Linked DNA regions of Capsicum annuum: region 2 is linked to region 1. A link is a contact called in public Hi-C data. All regions are on one chromosome and are shown on one strand. Each heading gives the region's core, a stretch centred on a gene start, on an enhancer-like site or on the middle of the called end of the contact. The rest is flanking DNA. Distances are from core to core; before and after follow the strand shown. Region 1 overlaps LOC107867815 (phospholipid-transporting ATPase 2). Region 2 overlaps LOC107867816 (tetratricopeptide repeat domain-containing protein PYG7, chloroplastic).

Evidence for each region. Hi-C and Micro-C count contacts between places; a contact is called where the count stands out from the background.
Region 2: a contact with region 1 is called in a Hi-C map of leaf, with 4 times the contacts expected there. The contact joins two enhancer-like sites. A contact is called at or near these places in 4 of 5 Hi-C or Micro-C datasets (bud, leaf and placenta).

Annotation. Positions count from the first base shown.
Region 1 is chr4:93,616,433-93,619,665 of UCD10Xv1.1, reverse strand. LOC107867815 (phospholipid-transporting ATPase 2) reads right to left here. Exons shown (of 24, transcript XM_047411887.1): 23 at 3,191-3,233; 24 at 1,338-2,279. The coding sequence ends at 1,944. Among protein-coding and RNA genes, the nearest start is that of LOC107867815, 50 kb to the right of the region's middle. Within about 2 kb of position 1,740, at least 2 of the 5 cell types and tissues checked have an H3K27ac peak or open chromatin away from gene starts, as enhancers often do. A contact at or near this core is called in bud and leaf, where this site is marked.
Region 2 is chr4:93,826,888-93,830,120 of UCD10Xv1.1, reverse strand. It overlaps LOC107867816 (tetratricopeptide repeat domain-containing protein PYG7, chloroplastic), which reads left to right. Exons shown (of 5, transcript XM_016714257.2): 4 at 129-275; 5 at 1,263-1,820. The coding sequence ends at 1,544. Among protein-coding and RNA genes, the nearest start is that of LOC107867816, 11 kb to the left of the region's middle. Within about 2 kb of position 1,785, at least 3 of the 5 cell types and tissues checked have an H3K27ac peak or open chromatin away from gene starts, as enhancers often do. A contact at or near this core is called in bud and leaf, where this site is marked.

The DNA of each region.
Region 1 (3,233 bases), core at 491-2,990:
TATAAACAAAAAAAGTTATCCACAGAGAATAAAAGTAACAAGCGTATGAATCACCATAACACAATATATGTATCGTCAATTAAAATATCATTTTAGTGTAAAACTCATATGAATCACTTATATAAATCACCAAAAAAATATGAATCACCAAGTAACCAATTCATCTGTTAATCTGTAATTAAATGAATCACGCATATGAATCACCTGTTAAAAGAACCATTTATATGAATCACCATTTATGAATCAACAACACCATATATGTATCACCAATTAAAATATCATTTGAATGTGTTACACACATGAATCACCAAAAAAATATGAATCACAAAATAACCAGTTAATTTGTTAATATACAGTTATATGAATCACCAGTTAAAAGAATCAATTATATTAATTAATATCTATGAATCACCAGCATAATATATGTATCACCAATTAAAATATCATTTTTTTATTTCACCCATATGAAACACCCATATAAATCACCAAAAAAAAATATGAATCACCAAGTAACCACCTGCACCCATATGAATCACCCATATGAATCACCATTTAAAAGAACTAGTTATATAAGTCACCATTTATGAATTAGTTGCGAAAATAAAACCTACTCCGACGAAAATTTTGGAATTTGTTTAATTTCATCCCGATCTTCCATTTGTGTCGGAAACTTGATTTTTTGCAGAAAAAGCTTCCCTTAAAATCTTTAATTTTTCAGGATCGTTCCACTGCTTTGATCAATTTTCACTAAAACCTAATTTGGTGTAATCAAAATTGTCTGGAGTAAAACCCACGATTTGATTACTATCATGAACAGCATTTTATGTTTCAATTTGTGAAATTCCCAAACTGAATGTGGGTGAATCTTCATTAGCCATTGAAGATAAAACAAATTAACACAAAAGGATTTTAAAGCATAAACCAAGAGCTAACCTCTTTGAAGAAGTTGTCAATTTTTCAAATTAAAGGATGAACGATTACGGTTAAAATCAGTTGAAGTATTGAAGAATGAAGTTGACTCAAAATCTACTAAAATGAGAGATTTTAGGGGAGTAATTTGTGGGAAGAAAAAAAAAAAAGATGATGCGTAATAAAAAAGAAAGAGATGGCGTAAAAAGAGGAGATAAAATAGGATGTGCAAGTTATAGCATATGTATCACCAGTAAATATGCAAATAGGATTTTATGTAATTTTTAAAACATTAAGGGATATTAGGTAATATGATGTCTTAAATATGAGATTTGTGTAATTTTCCCTTCTTATTACATATCGACTTTCCATCCCTTATTATAGTAGTGCACTGTCACAAAAATCACCCACGGGTCACACTGAATATCTATGCAAAAATAAAAACATTTCAACAACCGTGAAAGATCTGTACGTCAGTATTATCATTTCCAATCTGACTTATAAACATCACTGCAATTGATACACGGGAACTTTGTTTCTAATTCAAGGTTTCCAGCCCAATGTTGTTCTAAATATTTTACAAATCCACTCAATAGCATCAACTCGTAAAAAACAAAAACGTTGAAAATGATGCTGGGTATATTTCTGTGACGAGGATAGGTCTCTCTGATTCCATTCCAATTGAGTAGATATTGTAAATTAATATCACCCTGAAATGGGGTGCCAGAATCTGTGAAATGTTTCATTGTTTCCTTCAATAAACAAGAATCAAAATCGTGCTATGCTGTTGCATCTTCATATCCTGAGAATAGTAATCCGTCCTGATCTTTACAGCATAAGCTGCCAAATACAGTGGCCCCTGAGCATGATGTTGGCAGTTTGATGCAACTATTATTCGCGCAGCATAGAATAAGTGTAGAATAAGATGCTGATCAGTTCAAAAGAACAGATCAGCAGTCAGTGTCCTCGGTGTAGTATCTTTTCTACATCTGATAAGTATAATTCCATGTGTCCTACCAGATGAACTGTCAATATTAGTTGTCCTTGCAGTTTCTTGTATAATTTGAAGACAATCGGGCCTGGGACTGAAAGAAATCAAATGGAGCCCCTGGTCCAAAAGAACGTCTTGTAGCACTAGGAGAATCTGAGAGCAGCGGCTCATAGACTGAAGTACGGTTCTTGGGTTGAGAAATTGATAAAGGGGAAACATCTTTATCCAAAGATCTCGACTGAGGCTCTATATTACCCAGGGACAATATAGGTCCTCCCATACGTTCGGCTTGCTGAAGTATGTTAATTTTACTAGATCTGTAGGTATACCTGAAGTACTTCAAAGCTAGCACTGGACCCATGCCAGCTGCAACAATGATCTGAAATGAGAAGGTAAGCTAGAATTAATTATGTAGTATTATTGAACTAAAAGAGGGAATAAGAAAATAGTTCCTCCCGTAGAATAATTGCTAAAAAGGAGCATCCCATCTAATTAGAAGTAACAAAGCATTTCATATAAACAATTAGGAGCACCTTATCACCTTTAGCATATAGAAATTAGTAGTTATAAAATACTTCAGTCAATTTGTAATACTTTCAGAAGGTACTACACTTTCTAGCATTGGTTACCTACTACAACGGATCGATATTTAAACAACAAAGATTTTCAAAATCACAGCATCACTATACGTGAATTGCCTAATGTAACATATATTTGGATCAACAAGGAAAGATGATGAATAGAATGATATCATGCCAGAACTACTGAAGGATAACTACTTGTCCCAAGTAACATGACACACTCTTCTCAGACATATTAAATTATTTTAAACTCGGCCTATTAATTACATTTTGAAGTGTCAAAGAACTTGGGTTCATGCAACAATTCGAAATCAACTCTTACGTTATCTTTTTCAAATCAAACGAAGTACCCAACTACAAATATTTTTTCTAACTGCTGGTGTAATAGTAAGTCATCTCCTAAAGCCTTCTGCCCAGCCACAATCTACTATAAAACTGGATCGACTAACAATTTTGAAGCATTGTCTCGACTCTCTAACTGGGTTTTTGTTAAGCATGTTCGTCAGGGTTATAAAAGTAAAAACACGATCCAAAGAGAGCTTCAAATTCAGAAATATATGAACCAAGAGTTAAATACTGTCCAAATGACTTGAAAAAAAAAAAAAAAAAAACTGTTGAACTGTAAACAATAGACAATCACTTTGAAAACATCATGATATCACTAACGGATTTGAACACTACATTAAAAAGAAAGAAAAAGTTCACTTACAAATATAGTAATCCAGTATGAGGGCTGTCTACATAAGCGAAAC
Region 2 (3,233 bases), core at 536-3,035, 210 kb before region 1:
ACCTACAATCCGGTATCTATGTGTACATGTCTATATGACTTGCCAGAAGAACTTGCATATAGATGTGAGAATGCAACTCTCTTTCTCCGTCTCTCTGAACATACTTTATTATTTGACACAAAACACAGGAGCAAGTTAGAAGCGGTGATGCCAGTGCAACAGAGCTTTTTGAACTTGGAGCTGTGATGTTGAGGAGAAAATTCTACCCAGCTGCTATCAAATACCTTCTTCAGGCAGTAGAAAAGTGGGATGGAGATGACCAAGATCTTGCCCAAGTATGAACTTCTTTTCAACTGTTCCTTTTTCTAATTTAATTTTATATAAATGATAAAGGACCTTCTCTACAACAATTCTTATTTCACATATAAAATTTCTGATGCATTGTGAATATTCTATGTAAATTAACCTAAAATATGCTGCCGTTTAAAACAAAACTAGTGAATGCATGCATTTATCCTGATGAACATGTGAAGAATATCTTTTACCCTGGATCACTTATCTTACAGCTAAAAGCAAAATCACAAATTTAAAAGTATTCTAGAAACTGCTGAAATTCCCAGCTAACAAATTATTTCTTAAATCATAGTCTAGAAATCATTTAACAAAATGGACGTCAAAAGCTAGTTCATAAAGTAAAGATTGTTCAAGATAATATAAGAAGACAATAACCCATGATAGGATATTTGGAGTGTCGTGATAGCATAACATGGGGACAACATAACATGGGATCCCAACATTGGGCCTACATCATGAGGCTAAAAGGACAGAATAATCAATAATCTCATGGAGAACTCTTGAGCAAATCAGGATTATGCTAGAAGAAATGAGGTTGACTAGGTGAGGTAGAAATTAAACTTTATGTTCCAGTCCTTTTTTTTTGGTTGGTAGGAGCCACAGAGGTCGGCGGACAGGCCATGTTGTCCAGAATTTTGTAATATGCATCACGGAACTCCAAATACTATGAAGCTGATATGAACATCTATCCTTTTTCTTTTTTTAAACTTGGTAACTTGCTGATTGAACATCTATCTAGGAAGCTCATCTTATGGTATGTGTATGAGAATGTTAAGCAAATCTCTGCCAATTGAAATTTAACCAGCACAAGAAACTACGACTTCAAGAGAGGATTTCTCAAGAGTCATGTTGGACCGCTTTAGAATTATTACTTGCCTGTGTTTTTTTTTCCGTCGCATACCAAGTCTTTTTAGGTATCCAAGTTTTGTATTCTGATCCTGTCCCCTATACTTTGTGCATCTTTACAGGTTTACAATGCCCTTGGTGTCAGTTATGTACTTGATGGAAAAATTGACAAAGGAATTGCCCAGTTTGAGAATGCTGTGAAAGTTCAACCAGGTTATGTCACGGCATGGAACAACCTAGGCGATGCATATGAGAAAACCAAAGACTTGACATCTGCTCTAAAAGCATTTGAAGAGGTCCTTCTTTTTGATCCTAATAACAAAATAGCTCGTCCTAGGCGTGATGCATTGAAGGATAAAGTAACGATGTACAAAGGAGTATCGGTGAAATCTAAGAAGAGTTGATATAGCGAGCACGTCAGTGCTTTTACACGCTTGCGCTGATTATCTGTTTGAGCTCTTTTTATTTTCTTTTTCCCCTTTTTCCGCTTCTCCTACACAAGTAGAATTTCGTTGTCATGGCTTTGTTAAATTTTTGGATGTTCCACAACAGAGGTGGGCAAGAAGTTTTTTAACTTCTTCATCATTCTGTCTTTGGTGTATATGAAATTGACAGTGTATATTCTACTTTATTTGCATAGAATTGGGCGGACGGTGATGATTCCTGCCGCCTTTTATAAATTGGTTTTCCATTTCTTAGCCATACTTGGAAACCCTTCAGGTTGCCTTAAAAAGTACGCAGCACCAACAACAACATAATACAAATGGTGTAGTCCCAAACAAGTTGTGATTGGCTAAATGAATCTTCACTTTTTTATCTTGCCATAAAACTTAGAAGTAAGAAGCAATATAAAAAATTAGCTCTTCCATTTCCTGTTATGAACGGTTGACGCTTAGTTTTTGGGATCAAGGCATGAAAACGCACCTGAAAATTGTCAATTACACACGTAAATTATGGAGGGGTACCTTATTTTTTTCATCTTGTATAACCCCATCACTAATTACCTTGCAAAAAAAAAAAAAAAAAAAAAAAAAAAAAATTTCCCATAAAAAAAAAAAAAAAAACAAGTTAAAGCATATATCATGTGCAGGGGGTCCCTTATCTTTTTCGTTTTGTTTTACCCCTTACTAATTACCCTGCAAAAAAAAAAGAAACAAGTTAAAGCACATATCACGTGCCCACGCTTACACTAGACAAAGAGGCGGAAGATTTTGTTTTGTAGTTCTTTACAATTGCTTTTAGTTGTATCTTTCTTTACAGAGATCTTCTTGATATAAAGAAGGTTTTTATTTTTATACCTGAAATTTGAAAAAAATTATTTTCTTTTATTTAATTTATAAGTGATCATAGAAGATTATTTTTAGTGAAATAGGAGGGATTTTAATGTCTTTTTATTTGATTCTTTCATATCCCAACCGATATGAAGTAAAATGCACCAACTCTTGGGGTTTTTTTTAGGTATTCTTATTTAAAAAATTTGTATATATATATGACGAATCTGTTGGGATATAAAAGGAACGAGAGCAGGTGGGAAAATGATATCATGTTTATTAATTGTATATGGCAGGTCTATAAAGGATCTGTATAAGACTCGTGTCAGCCAAGATAGACTTTGAAAAAGATAATAACTATCTAAGGGGTCGTTTGGTTTGAAAATAAGTTATATCGGGATTAATTATGCTGGGATAAGTTATGCTGAGATTAGTTGTGCTGGGACAAGTTATGCTGGTATTATTTTTTAGTGGTTGTTTACAGTGGCGGAGCCACAGCCAATGAAGGGTGGTCAGATGAACACCCTTCGTTGGAATTTTTTTTCAAGTATATAGGTTAAATATAGATATTTATGGTTATATACATGTTGCACACCTTTAACAAGCTAGAGAAGCATAGTCTAGTGGTCAAGAATGTGCATTTCTGCATCAACAACTCGGGTTCGAACCTTGGCAGGTGCAGCAGTGCTTTATTTACTTTGTTTTTTAAACAATTCTTTGTCCAAGGAAAAATATGAACACCCTTAACCAAAAGTCTAGCTCCGCCACTGGTTATTTGGTTTGTAGTACTAAAAATAATATATAGTGCATTGTTTGTTTATA